Linked DNA regions of Sus scrofa: region 2 is linked to region 1. The links are chromatin contacts, called in public Hi-C maps. All regions are on one chromosome and are shown on one strand. Each heading gives the region's core, a stretch centred on a gene start, on an enhancer-like site or on the middle of the called end of the contact. The rest is flanking DNA. Distances are from core to core; before and after follow the strand shown. Region 1 holds the start of ZFP91 (E3 ubiquitin-protein ligase ZFP91). Region 2 holds the start of MED19 (mediator of RNA polymerase II transcription subunit 19).

Region 1 (7,165 bases), core at 3,879-6,378:
TCTGAGTGTACTAACACCCCCAGATTATCTGGCCTTTTGCCTGATTCTATAATTTGAAGATGACTAATTTCAGTATGACAAATACATACGGGATTATTGTTGTGTGGGGGATTTTATTAGACTGAAAACCCTACTGTCCTTTTCTATAGCTCTTCATCTGCAGAAATCAAATGATATCAACATTCACATTGAAGGAATTAAGTGAAGTCTCTTGGGAGTCACACTAGACTGCAATGACTTCATTCAGAGCCAGAGTCTGCTCCAAGTTCCCCTTTATCTAGCATCCCCTTATCATGAGGGTTTAGGTCAGACCTTCTGGATACAAACTACTAACCCTGGGGGAAGTACAGCAGAGAGGAAATATCAGCCCGCCTGGCCAGACCTGTCCTCCGTTCTATTTCTCCCCATTGGAGAAGAAAGTTCACCCTAGGTCCAAGAGGGGGTAGTTACTGAGCTGATGACAATTTAAAGGAGACTTCGAGGTGTAGCTATTAACAGCCTGATGAAGTTTAATCACCTGGATAATATGCATGAATTTTATATATATATATATAAAATATATATATATCTCCTAGGATATATATACAGGATGCCGGATGCTTTCTACATTTCTGGACCACATTACTCTTACCATTCATCCTGCTAAGGAAATGCAAAACTGCGCAAATCTATTTTTTAATTTTTTAAAAAATTATCTGGGTTAGCCTACTGGCTGGAACATCTGAGCCAACACACTTCTAAAATAGAACAGCTTGTGGCTTAATCAGTTTCGCTATCAGATGTTCTAAAGAGTGGCACTGAACAAATTATTTTGTTTTTCTTAGTTTTCTCAATTGGATTAAAAAAAAAAAGTGGGTACTACCTATTTCAAAGAGTTGCTTGGAACACTAAAATAATTAGCATATGTAAAAATGTCTAGTTTTAGCTTAAGTCATTGAATAAGTATTATTACCTTTTCCAATTACCTGCAGGAAAGCCATGAAATATCCCTAGTTAAAAAAAGAGAGCTATGCCGCAGGAGCGGCCCAAGAAATAACAAAAAGACAAAAAAAAAAAAAAAAAAAAAAATGGAGTTCCCGTCGTGGCGCAGTGGTTAACGAATCCGACTAGGAACCATGTGGTTGCGGGTTCGGTCCCTGCCCTTGCTCAGTGGGTTAACGATCCGGCGTTGCCTTGAGCTGTGGTGTAGGTTGCAGACGCGGCTCGGATCCTGCGTTGCTGTGGCTCTGGCGTAGGCTGGCGGCCACAGCTCCGATTGGACCCCTAGCCTGGGAACCTCCATATCCCCCGGAGCGGCCCAAGAAATAACAAAAAGACAAAAAAAAAAAAAATAAATAAAAAATAAAAAAAGAGAGCTTGACTCTAGTGGAACTCAGACAGGAATGTGAATTTCCCCACCCCTAGCAGAGAATAAGAATTTGGATTCTACCCCAAGTGCAAAGTTTATATTCTACTCCAAGTTTCAAAAGAGATTTTACGTCCAAAACAATTCAGTATTTATTAAATACCCTTTTCCTTTTTTTTTCCTTTTCATTAACATCTCTTCCCTCCTATAATTTGCCTTTGTTCCTTCCTCTACTCCTCCAGATCTCAAGTTAGTTTTTTTAATAGACAACCTGCAAGATACATTTTGCTGATGTTGTTGTCCGCACTTTTGACATACCCCAAACAGACAAAAACCCTGGACACTGTGGAATTACACAGCTTGGATAGTGGATAAATGTTAGTGACTGTGTTAGTAGGGACGATGGCAACGAAAGTTGGCAAAGGATATGGAATGAGTCCCAAGAATATCAAACCTTACATTACTCCAAAGATTTGAAACCAGGGATCTCTCCAAGCAATGGGGCCCATAGTTTCTCTTCTGGTTTCAATTGTTTTGGAATAGAAGGAGATATATTCACAGTCCACAGTAATCTGTGCCTTCAGAATTGCTCTCGGTAAAACCTTAGCAATGAAAGCACTAGTGTTAGAGGGCTGCATCTTCTTGATTTAACGCTGCACCATGGAACAAAGGAAACCACTTTCTCCAATCTTTGGGGATCCCTCCTTCTTCTACTTCTATCCCATTTCTTCTCCTCATAACACTTTAACTGCCCCCCTTCTTTCTGTTTTTTCCCTAAATCACATCTCTGAGGTTTGCCAATTCTGTGACCACTCTAGGATCTCTAGCAACTCATAGGAGCAAAATTCTCATAACAAAATAACAATTTCAATCAAAATTCAGTCCAAAAGTATTTGTGCAGTTTATTCTGTGGTTAGCACCAAATTCTCTGTCTACTGTGCCTCTGAAAACAGTGAACCCATAGTTCCCCAAAATAACAGTCCCTCATGCTTCACTCTTGGCCTGAAGTCAGGAGAGAAGTGAAAATAAAATCCTCCAACACTACCCTTCCTTATCCCACCACACGAGGAGATGGCAGCCAAGCATTCATTCCCCCAGAGTTTCTCTTCCAAGAAGCTCCTCACTCACCCAACTCTTCCATTGTCTCACACCCAAGATGCCCTGGTACCACAGGTTGTGAGGAACTGCTTTGGCAAGTGCTGAAGAACAGGACCACAAAGGAACTGAATGAGGCAGCACGCAGCAGCCTCTATAACCCTTTCTGGTTCCTCTATTTGCCTAGCACTTCCTCTCCCTTGATTTGGTGGGTTTCTTTCTCTCTTGTCCTTTTGCAGGTCAGAGTTTTTAAAATGACATAGAAAAGGTGGGTAGTTGGGTTTGAGTTCTCATTGTGCATTGGCTCGGGTGATAAAGATTCAAACCTAATTTTGAAAATTTTGAGAAACTCCTATGTGCCAGGATCCATCTTGAATTCATGGGAATAGCAGATTTGCACTTGTGTTTTTTCCCAGTGTGTGACTGTGTATCAGAGAATCTTTTTTTTTTTTTTTCTTTTTCTGTGAAGCTGGGGTTCATGCTTTTCATAAAATTCTCCTTCATAAAATTCTCATCAGAGTTAACCAGCACCCAATTCATTTTTTTTTTTTTTGGTCGCTCAGCAGATATAGAGTTCCCAGGCCAGGGATCAGAGCCCAGCCGCAGTTATGACCTCAGTCATAGCTGCCACAACACTGGATCTTTAACCCAGTGTGTGAGGCTGGGGATTGAACATGCATCCTGTTGAGCCACAGCAGGAGCTCCTCATTTTGCTGTCTTTACTTATCTGGAAATTATGCTCACCTGCTTTCCTAAATAGACTGTCAACCCATTAAAGGCAGAACAGGATTATCAGGACCAGGTTACATTTTAATTCCCTCGGCCAGGTTTATTTCAGTGGTTCAAAATGCAAACTATAGGGGTTGTGAAGAATGAAACTGGGAGATTTGAGACACCAGGTTCTAAGCTGCAGACATCTCAATTAAGCACAATTCCTGCCTACTGCCTTATAGCAGTTTTTCTGAAAAGTCACACTGAGATTAACTTTCACTTTTTTTTTACTGCTGTGATTTTATTCACCTTGAATAAAACATTTAAAAAAAGCCTAATATGAGAAGGCAGTATTTAAAGAACTAAAACTATGGCTCTGTGATATAGATAGTACCCTCATTTTTACCAGTGGTGAAATAGATAATAGTAACTTGCTAAAGATAACAGAATTAGTAGGTAGCTTTGTAACTTGCTATAAGATAGATTTATCTTCCAAGTTTGTAATCTTTCCTCTACAACAGAGTGATCTCTATTTAGGTTACTCTAAAGGAATCATTTGTTCTCCATTTCATTCCATTGTGACTCTCAAAACTTTTTTTTTTTTTTTTTTTTTTTTTGACATAAAGGAGATCCCACCTCTGCATTACTCTGAGCAGCCATTGGATGTCAGTGCCATTCTAAAAGTATGCTCACTGCAAATGGGGGTTTGAAAATTTTCCATCTACACTATGACAGTTTTTACAGTTGAAATGCCAGTAGCCCCATGAAAGTGCGAAACATTCCACAAAGACTATGAACATTGGCCCATCTGAAGTGGTAACTGAACCAAAACACTGGAAGGAATAATGTTCTCAGCCCTTGGCTTGCAAATGTGGGACTCCAACTGCAGTTTAACTGAATGATTCATGTGACACTTAAAACTGGATCCCAAGATCTTGTTTCTATTCATTTACTTTGGAGACTTTTAATTCCGGAGTTTTATTTTCCATGGTTAAGAATCGTTCCTGCAGATCGCTTCTTGATTATAATAGATGAAAGTCAGAAAGGAAGGAACGCAAGAGGCTCACTACCCTCACCAAATCCAACTTGAAGATGAGCAAATGGAAACTTCGTTTTGATGCATTAGGGCAATTTAGTTGCACATGTTGGTGGAGAGAAAAGTAATTTCTGACAAAGCTGCTATTCTGACCACGCTTCCTGTGCAACACAAAACAAGTAAAAACCACAGAAGCACACGGCTTCAGGGCGGGGGGTGTGAAGGAGGCCTTCAATTTTCTGGGTGGGTCACCAGAGTCACGCAAACAACCCTTCATCCTTCTCTCCAGCCCAGGGACCACAGCCAGGTTAAGCAACTGACGCCAGTTCCTTGTCCCCGGCGACATCTAATAAAAAAACAATTCTACAATTCTTTCCACAAACTTTTATTAAAAATCAAATGAGTGGTGGTGATTGTGCTAAGCCCCCTATGAATCAATGGAACCACAATCAATCTTTGACTTTGAGACACTCACAGGTTAGTGGGTCAGACACAGGAGAAGACGGATATTGCAGATATGAACGCTAGCCAGTCTCAGACGATGTGCCATATAACCAAACAAAGGTAAGGGCTATTAAGTGGCCACCCTAGAAATGATTCGCCAACACCAAGTTAAAGAAGCAAGGAAAATCCTGCCAGGCAATCCCGACCAGCAACGGGATCAACAGTTGTGCCCGGACCTGCGCAGGCTCCTTGCGGCCTAACCCGGAAACACAACCTCCCCAGAAGAGCAAATTCTAACTGCGGAAAGAGTAAACTACCTTTCCCATCATGCACCAGTCAAAAACTCCCAGAAGCCTCTCCGCCTCTGGTTTCCTAGCTTTCTTCCTAAGGCGTAGGAGAAGCCGAACTTCGTTTCCCAGGATGCCTTTGGAAAAGTTAACCATGCTCATGCGCTAAGAGGCGGGCCCTACTTGCCCTCACGACCCCGCCTCTGTTTTGCCGCCGCCATTTTTTCAGAGACTTTCATCCGGCAGCCGACGGGGCTTTTTTTCTTAAAGGAGAAGCGACAGCTCAAAAAAATTTCCCCTTTCTCTCCGCAAGACCTAGCGGCGCTGGGGACAGAAAGGCCACAGACAGGAGAGTGGGATCAGGGTGGAGGAAGAAGAACGCCGAGGCTACTTCCGCGGCTTAAGGAAGAAAGCTAGAAAGAGCCCTTGCGGCATTAGCAGCTCCTTAGGGAGGCAGGTGCGCGCGCAGCCAGTTCAGGGTGCGCGCCAGGAGGGGAAAGAGGTGCGTTTTCTTCCCACTAATCTCCTCGCGAGACCTGACCCTCCCACTGCCCCTCGCGCGCGTTGAGCTTCGGAGGTGGGGAAAAAAAAAGGTCACTTTGGGATTGTCGCGAGACGCAGCCGTTTAACGGTGAGAACGGGTGCGCGGGGAAGGAAACCTCGCGCGTTCCCTCGGAGCCGTTTCCTGATTGGCTGAAGAAAGGGGTGGAGGCGGGAACCCGGTACGCCGCTGCGCGAGAGACTGTGAGGGGCGGGGCGAAGGAGCTGTTCCTCCTCTCCGATTGGCCCGCTGTGCGCCTGTGGCGGGCGCGCGCGCGCCGCCAGCAGTAGCGGGCTTTGAGTGGCAGGGGGCGGGGGGGGCGCCCTCGGAGACGGGCGGAGGGGAGGGGGGGAAAAAGAGGAGCGCAGTGAGTGAGCCGAACGCTCCGGGGGGCGGGGGGGAGCAGCGTCGCGGCCGCCGCCGCCTCCGCCTCCGCCGCCTGGGATTAGGGGGTGGGGGACGGACGAGTCCCGATGCCGGGGGAGACGGAAGAGCCGAGACCCCCGGAGCAGCAGGACCAGGAAGGGGGAGAGGCGGCGGCGGCGGCCAAGGCGGCTCCGGAGGAGCCCCAACAACAGCCCCCTGAGGAGGCGGCGGTGGCGGCGCCTGCGGGGACCACTACCAGCCGCGTGCTGAGGGGAGGTCGGGACCGGGGCCGGGCCGCTGCGGCGGCCGCCGCCGCCGCCGCTGCCGCTGTGTCCCGCCGGAGGAAGGCCGAGTATCCCCGCCGGCGGAGGAGCAGCCCCAGCGCCAGGCCTCCCGACGCCCCAGGGCAGCAGTCCCAGGCCGCGAAGCCCCCGTCTCCAGCTCAGGGCAAGAAGAGTCCGCGACTCCTGTGAGTAACGCAGTCTTTCAGGCGGTGGGAAAGACCCCCCTCTATCCGCACGCAACCCTCTCGGCTCCCGTAGCGACCACTCCACGTGACATCCTGCTTGCTCTGCCCCCTGTCGGCTCGCCTGCCAGATGTCACACCGCTTCCTTGTTAGCTGGCGGTCTTATCGGACCTCTCTGGCTTCCCCCGCCCCCCCGCCTGCCGGTCCAGCCACTTCTTTTCTTGAAATCTCCGTTGTGGGATACACTCCTTGTGCTCCCTAGTGACCCACCTCTTCCCTGCCGCCTCAGGCTTCTCCCCACCCTGGCATCTGCGCTCCCTTTGTCAGCCTATCCCTTTCCCTCTTAGGGCTGCTCTCCAGTATTACATCACCTCTCCATTAGGAAATCTACAGCACGCTCTTAGAGCTTAGCCTTCAAAATTTTGTCTCCTCCCCATTTCCCATTAATTAGCCCAAGGGCCAGTTGTACTAGTATCGTTATGTAGTTTTTTTCACTCTGTTAAATTTTCGCAGCAGTTTTCACTCTTTCCAAAATCTGGTACTTAAGAGTAGGGTAAAAACATGAATCTCTCAATTTTAAGTATAGAATCTTTCATATAACTTTAATTTTTTGACAAGTATAACAAGATTAGATAAGTTTTAAGTTTTTGACAAGCAGCATGTTTTTGTTTTTGTGTATGTTTTAATATAGGAACTTAGTCCTTAAAAATTAGAATTGTGTGAAAGGAATTCATGTATTGCCCAGAGATCATAGAGGAATCAAGAATACATGACTAGGAATATAAATATTTTAAGTTGTTAAAATGTTTCTATGTTAAAAATACTGAAGGACAGGTGTTTGTAAATCTGTAAATTAATCATATTAGCCATTGA
Region 2 (6,986 bases), core at 1,041-3,540, 710 kb before region 1:
ATGCCAGATCCTTAACTGGCTAGGCCACAGTAGGAACTCCTTCTTCAGCTCTTTTTTTTTTTTTTTTTAAATCTTTACTCTCTTAGGGCTGCATTTGTGGCATATGTAAGTTCCTAGGCTAGGGGTTGAATGGGAGCTGTAGCCACTGGCCTACAATCACAGCCACAGCAACGCCGGATCCTTAACCCATTGAGCAAGGCCAGGGATCGAACCTGTGTCCTCATGGATACCAGTCAGATTCGTTTCCTCTGAGCCGTGACAGGAACTCCCCTCCTTCAGCTCTTGATGTAGCAGTAGGACTTGGGATGAACTAAATGTCATCCTGGAGACTTAACATGTCCAAAATGACTTGATATCCATCTCCTCAAACCTGTCCTTTCCTGATCTTAGCACTACCATCCACCTAATTATTCAAGCCAAACATTTCCAAACTGCCCTCAATTCCTCTGTCCTTCAATTCTATTTTCAATCCTGCATTCCTGTCAGTTCTACCTCTAACATTTATTTGGCATCCATTTACTTCTCTCCTCTACTGCTATTTCCTAGTTCAAACTATCATCTCTTTCCTGAACTACTAAGCTGTAACTTCTGACCAATTTTCCCACTTTTCTTCTTTTTTTTTAAGGGCAGCACCCAAGGCATATGGAGGTTCCCAGGCTAAGGGTCAAATCAGAGCTACAGGTGCCGGCCTACACCAGAGCCACAGCAATGCTAGAGCTGTGCTGCGTCTGCAACCTACACCACAGCACAGGACAACACTGGATCCTTAACCCACTGAGTGAGGCTAGGGATCAAACCCACAACCTCATGCTTCCTAGTCGGATTCATTTCTGCTGTGCTATGACGGGAACTCCCCCACTTTGCTTCCTTAATAGAGCTGCTCGAATGATTGAAAATAAGCAAATAAGTTAGAAGTTAGATCACTTCAGACTCTTGTGTCAAAATGGTTCCCCCTGAACTTAAAATGTCTTATAGAGGCCTCTGCCTACTCTCCCACCTTCATCTCCTATCGCTCTTTCCCTGTTCACTTCCCCGGAGTGCAAGTGGTTTTCTGTCCCTCAAATATTCAAGGTTATTCTCACATTGGGCCTTCTAATCTCATTTTTTGTATCTAGAGTTCTCTCTCCTCCCACTCATAAATGGCTAGCTCTTCCTTTGTGCTTATATTTTAGCTCTAATGTTATCTACTCAGAAAGGGCTCTCCTGATCACTCTAGCTAAAGCAGTTCTGCCCCCTCAATTCTTTATCACATTTCCCCCTTGTAGCCATAACCACTATCTGATACTATCTGTTTATCCGCAGATATCTGTTTATCACTCTTTGACTCCTCCACTGGCAGGTAAACTCCCAAACAGGCAAGGATCTTGTCAGTTTTGTTCACAGCTGTATCTTCAGCAATTGGAAGAGTGCTTGGTACACAGAGTGGGTGCGCAACAAAATAATTTTTTGAATGAAAGAACCTGGTTTAATTCTAATCACTTCTTCGAACACATTTTGAAACCCCGAGGCCCAGAGGAAGAAAGACAACATGTCCCAAACCAACAGGAAGTTTGAAGCAGATCTGGAACTGGGTCCGCAGGGATGTTAAATCAGGACCCTCAAATACCAAACTCAAAGCTAGGATAATCTTTAGGGAGTCAAAAACCAGCGTCAGGGGCAGGATCGGGCGTGAAAGGTGGTCAGGGAGATCCACTCTCTTCCCACCCCTAATCCATCCCAATTCCAATCATTCTTTCGGTTGTGAATCCTCAGAACCTCTTCTAGTATAGTGTTCCGAAATCGCGCCACGCGTTGCCTAGGTTACCCCTCACCCCAGTCGGAAGGCTGAGAGCCACGCCCCGCCTCTCCTCGCTATGATCTGATTGGCTGGCTTTGACCAGGCCTTGTACTCACCCGGCAGTTCCCGCATTAGGTAGAAGGGGCCACAACCGGCCGCTGACTTGTCGGAGCCGGGAGCGGCTGTGGCCGCGGTAGAGGGCGGGGCGGGGCCCGGCCCCCCGCCCGGAGGAGGAGGCGGTGGGGGTGGAGGTTTTCCAGGTCCGAAGCCAAGTGCGGTCGGGGGCGGTGGTGGGTCAGCCTGAGCTCCGAACAGCGCCGTGAAATTCTCCATCGCCTCCTCCGCCCCGGCGCTGTCTCGGTGTCTGGCGTTGGTGACGTTCATTGGTCAATCTTTTCACAGAGTACCGCCCTCCTCTTTCAGGAGCCTCTCACCATTGGGTTGCCTCGGGCCCTTCCTACCTTCTTCCTGCAACTACTTCCGTCGCCTTCTGAGAACGTTCCGGAAGTACTATTTAACTTTATTTAAATTCTCCTGTATCTCCTACTTGCCGCAGTCGCATATGTCCAATAAAACGATTTAGGTGGAAAAAAAGACAGCTAGATTAGCCAATAAAATATCAAAGCCCTTTCTCCATTTTTAACCTGACGCAGAAGCCAGTCAGAGATCTGCTTCCGGATCTAGAGGCGGTGCATCCGAGACTAGGCCCAATGGAAGCACAATGATGGGAGAGGCGGGACCAGGCTCACGGACTCCGTGGAGCGGCTGGCGCCGCTAGAGCCGGGAAGATGGCGGTTCTCGCGCCTTTAATTGCTCTTATTTATTCGATACCTCGACTATCACGATGGCTGGCCCGACCTTACTACCTTCTGTCAGCCCTCCTCTCTGCTGCCTTCCTACTCGTGAGGAAGCTGCCCCCTGTCTGCTACAATCTCCCCACGCAACGCGAAGACGGCAACCCGTGTGACTTTGACTGGGTGAGCGACCCCCCGCCTTAGGACCCCGCGACCTTGACACCCTGTCCTAGGTTGCATCTACGAGATGCGAGGTTCACCTGTTTGAGAACACCTGAGGTTCCCAACCTGTAGCGGACTTAAGCTATTAAGAATCTAGAGCCTGGGCGGTCGTCGAGTGTAAACCTCTTCACGTTTAAGATGGGAATACAGCGAGTTAGCCTGCCGGGGTCTTCTGACTCCTGAGTCCAAGGTCCTTTCCGTCTCACAATTCGTACCTACCCAAACGAGGCATCTGCACTGTTTTACAGTGCTGCTCTCGTTATGTAAAGCCTCTTGAGGAATCAGTGAGGTAAACAAGGCAAGTAGTAGTAATCTCGTTTCACTGATGAAGAAATTGATCTCGGCGTAGTTAGGAGACTTGTCCAAGGTCACACAACTAGTGAGTGGCTGGGACTTGAAACCACTCTTCTGGCCAAAGCAGCAGCACCATCAGTCATTTTAATTCAGTTAACAACTGCAGAGGGAGGACTGTATGCTAGGCACTGTGCTGCATCCTGAGAATGTAAAAATGAATAAAGTTTTAGGCCTATTGAAATGGAATTGTAAAAAAAATTCATTGTAAAGAAATCAATCTGAACTCTCTTGCAGTACTTCCTAAGTAGAAGTGGAAGGACCACTCAGAAAAATAAGATGAAGTTCTGTGCCCCCTTCTGTATAGCTGAATCTGTGTTACGAGGAAGGAGGGCCTTCCTGAGTTTTTGTCTTTTTTTTTTTCCAGGTCCCAGAATGAGTCTTGACTTTTGACAGAACTTACTTCCTTACTTTTATTCTCCTTCCCTTGTTTACTTTTTCGTACTTCCGCCGTTCTTTCCCAGTGTTATTAAGTAGCTCATGTATAGCTGTGGTGCTTCAAAAGATCCATTTGGGGGGCAGGGGGGCGAACCTGCGGGGTATGGAGGTTCCCAGGCTAGGGTCAGATCAGAGCTACAGCCTATGCCACAGCCATAGCAACGTGGGATCCAAGCTCTGTCTCAGATCTACACCACAGCTCAAGGCAATGGCAGATCCCTGACCCACTGAGCGAGGCCAGGGATTGAACCCGGATCCTCATGGGTACTAGTCAGATTCGTTTCCACTGTGCCATGACAGGAACTCCAAAAGAACCTATTAAGTAGGGACCTTTAACTATTTAGAGTTTATAGCTAGTGTTTGTTTTCCTGGAAAAAATCTTTTACTATTTCCTTGGTGATTTGGAAGTTAGAATATTAAGGTAAATAATCTTAGCAATAACAGGTAAACCTCAAAATTTCAGTGGCTTGGAGTTCCCACCATGGTGCGGTGGGTTGAGAATCCAACTGCAGTTCCTTGGAAGTACGGGTTCGATCCCTGGTCCAGGAACTTCCATATGCTGTGGGTGGAAGAAAAAGAAAAAAAGAGGGAGTTCCTGTTGTGGAGCAATGGAAGCAATCCAACTAGTATCCATGAAGATTCAGGTTCAATCCCTGGTCTTGTTCAGTGGGTCGGGGATCCAGCATTGCCATGAGCTGTGTTGTAGGTCACAGATGTGGCTCAGATCCTACGTTGCTGTGACTGTGATGTAGGCCAGTAGCTGTAGCTCCAACTCGACCCCAAGTCTAGGAACTTCCACATCCTGAGGCTGCAGCACTGAAAAAAAAAAAAGGAAAAAAAAAAATTTCAGTGGCTAAACAGAATAAAAGTTCATTTCTATTTTATTAAATAAAAGAAATAATCAAGCACTTTGCTTTTCCTCTATACACTGTCAGAGTAATAAATAGTTGATAAGGGAATGTTAATTTCCTACTAGAAGAATTTGAAGTAATACAGAAAGAGTGATAGCATTTAAAGATTATGTAGCACTCTGGAGTTCCTGTTGTGTCTTGGTGGTTTAGAAACCTGACAGAATGTTTTGTGAGGATGCAGGTTTGATCCTTGACCTCTCAGTAGGTTGAGGATCTGGTGTTGCCACAAGCTGTGGCGTAGGTGGCAGATGCAGCTCAGATCCAGTGTTGCTGTGGCTGTAGTGCAGGCTGGTAGCTGCGGCTCTTATTTGACCCCTAGTCTGAGAACTTCCATATGCTGCAGGTTCTGCCCTAAAAATAAAATAAAAATTATGTAGCACTCTAATGAAATAATAAATCTAGGCAATGATCATCTCAAGCCATCAGATGAAAGGTTGATATGTCATCTGCAGTGAGTTAGTAGAGAGTACATACCACCTCTATGATGTTACAGCTATGCTGCAGCTGCGGCAACAAAGAGTCCTTTAACCCATTGTTTTGGGCTGGGGATCAAACCCTAGTCCTGGTGCTGCAGAGACACTGTCAGTCCCATGGTGCACCAGCAGGAAGTCCTGTAATTTGCTTTATGTTTCTCTAACAAAAGAAATGGATGGCATAGATGAAATGGAACCATATTGGCAAAATACTACCATTGAAGCTGAGTAATAGGTATTTTATTAGTAATAGGGGTTTATATTAATACAACACACATTTTATACACAGACACACAGACACACAGACACACAGACACACACACACACACACACACACATGGATGGAAAATGATTTTCCCTTTATCCGTCTGGGCTCTTGACAGATAATGCAAAATAGGTTAAAGACAAAGGAAGTTCCTTTGTGGTACATCAGGTTAAGGATCTGGTGTTGTTGCAACTATGGCTTTGGGTTCAGTCCCTGGCATGGGAACTTCCACATGCCACAGCTACAGCCAAAATAAATAAATAAATAAATAAAACAAAGACGATTAAAATAAAAATACAAACAGAAAGGAGTTCCCTGGTAGTGTTGTCGTTGCTGTAGCTTGGGTTGCTGCTGTGGTGTGGGTTCACTACCTGGCCCAGGAACTTCCATATGCTGTGGACACAGAATGAATGAATAAATACATAAATAAAAACAATTTATTGGAGTTCCCATCGTGGCTCAGTGGTTAACGAATCCAACTAGGAACCATGAGGTTGCAGGTTCGATCCCTGGCCTTGCTCAGTGGGTTAAGGATCGGGCGTTGCCGTGAGCTGTGGTGTAGGTTGCAGACGCGTCTCAGATCCCGCGTTGCTGTGGCTCTGGTGTAGGCCGGTGGCCACAGCTCCGATTAGACCCCTAGCCTGGGAACCTCCATATGCCATGGGAGCGGCCCTAGAAAAGGCAAAAAGACAACAAAACAGAACAAAACCAATTTATTAACATGTATAACTTGTATACATGGGCGATAGCTAGGGAAAAATGAGTAGCTCAAAAAAGGTGGTTTAGGACTCCAGCTTATATGTCATCTTCAACTATGAACAATAAATTTGTGAAGAAATGACGGGACAAAGGAAAGCTGTTTTAGGCTTCCAAGAACAGAAAACTGTGGAAAGGTAAATTGAAGGTAGATAAAGTCTAGTTTGTTATCTAGGTTCCTCTGGTGCTGCCTCCAGGCTGATAGGGTCTAAAGTTATCTCCACTGACTAATTTTGTCCTTGGTATAGAAGATTAGAAGGACACCTTTTGAAAGTTTATGTCCTGTTTTTAGACAAATGGGGGAGGGCAGGAACTTTTCTAAATTATTCTACTTCTCAGTTGCCTTTAGGCTCAAGATAATCCTTATGTCAAAGTGGCATATTTTGGGGTGGCATATTCTGCTACCCTCGATATCTTTTCTATTTTTTTTTTTTTTTTTTGGCCGCCCTGTGGTATATGCAGTTCCCAGGCCAGGGATCAGATGTGACCCCCAGTCGTGACCTAAGCCCCAGCTGCAGCAACGCAGATCCAGATCCTTAACCCACCGTGCCGGGGACCGAACCTACATTCCAGTGCTCCTAAGACGCCACTGGGATCCCCCACAGTAGGACTCCTGTTTGAAAATTTCTTCAATAGAAAGTTTAAAAACAATGACTAGCAAGTAGAATAACCAAGGGGGCTTTGGTTTATATAGTTATTCTGGAATCCTGTCTCATTCTGACTTCAGCAGATAGACTTAAGGTCATTCCAGCATCATCCAGACAGAAGATGAGGAAAGAAAGCTGGAATGCAAGGGCATGCCCCTTTTTAACTGCCTGGGCACCGAAGTGTCACAGCACTTCCACTCACATGCCATTTAGGGGTACTGTTGACACAGTTCTACCTAATGCTAGAAGGGAGTCTACCTGTAGTATTCCCAGGAGAAAAAAGAAATAAGGTTTGGAGTATACAAGGCCCCTTCCCACGGGTCCAGTCTCAGTCTTTAGAGTATATTTCTTT

The links. A called contact is a pair of places that touch in the nucleus more often than the background predicts.
Region 2: a Hi-C map of liver shows a contact between it and region 1, with 7 times the contacts expected there. The contact joins the promoter of MED19 here to the promoter of ZFP91 in region 1. A contact is called at or near these places in 3 of 5 promoter capture datasets (fetal liver, fetal skeletal muscle and liver), 2 of 47 Hi-C or Micro-C datasets (embryonic fibroblasts and liver) and 2 of 2 datasets of contacts at active chromatin or transcription factors (alveolar macrophages and skeletal muscle).

The regions. Positions count from the first base shown.
Region 1 is chr2:12,530,244-12,537,408 of Sscrofa11.1, reverse strand. ZFP91 (E3 ubiquitin-protein ligase ZFP91) reads left to right here and starts at 5,128. Exons shown (of 11, transcript XM_021083007.1): 1 at 5,128-6,294. The coding sequence starts at 5,933. It overlaps LPXN (leupaxin), which reads right to left and starts at 2,629. Exons shown (of 9, transcript XM_013994304.2): 1 at 2,474-2,629. The coding sequence starts at 2,486.
Region 2 is chr2:13,236,615-13,243,600 of Sscrofa11.1, reverse strand. It overlaps MED19 (mediator of RNA polymerase II transcription subunit 19), which reads right to left and starts at 2,290. Exons shown (of 5, transcript XM_003122715.5): 1 at 1,894-2,290. The coding sequence starts at 2,161. It overlaps TMX2 (thioredoxin-related transmembrane protein 2), which reads left to right and starts at 2,331. Exons shown (of 8, transcript XM_005660896.3): 1 at 2,331-2,754. The coding sequence starts at 2,566.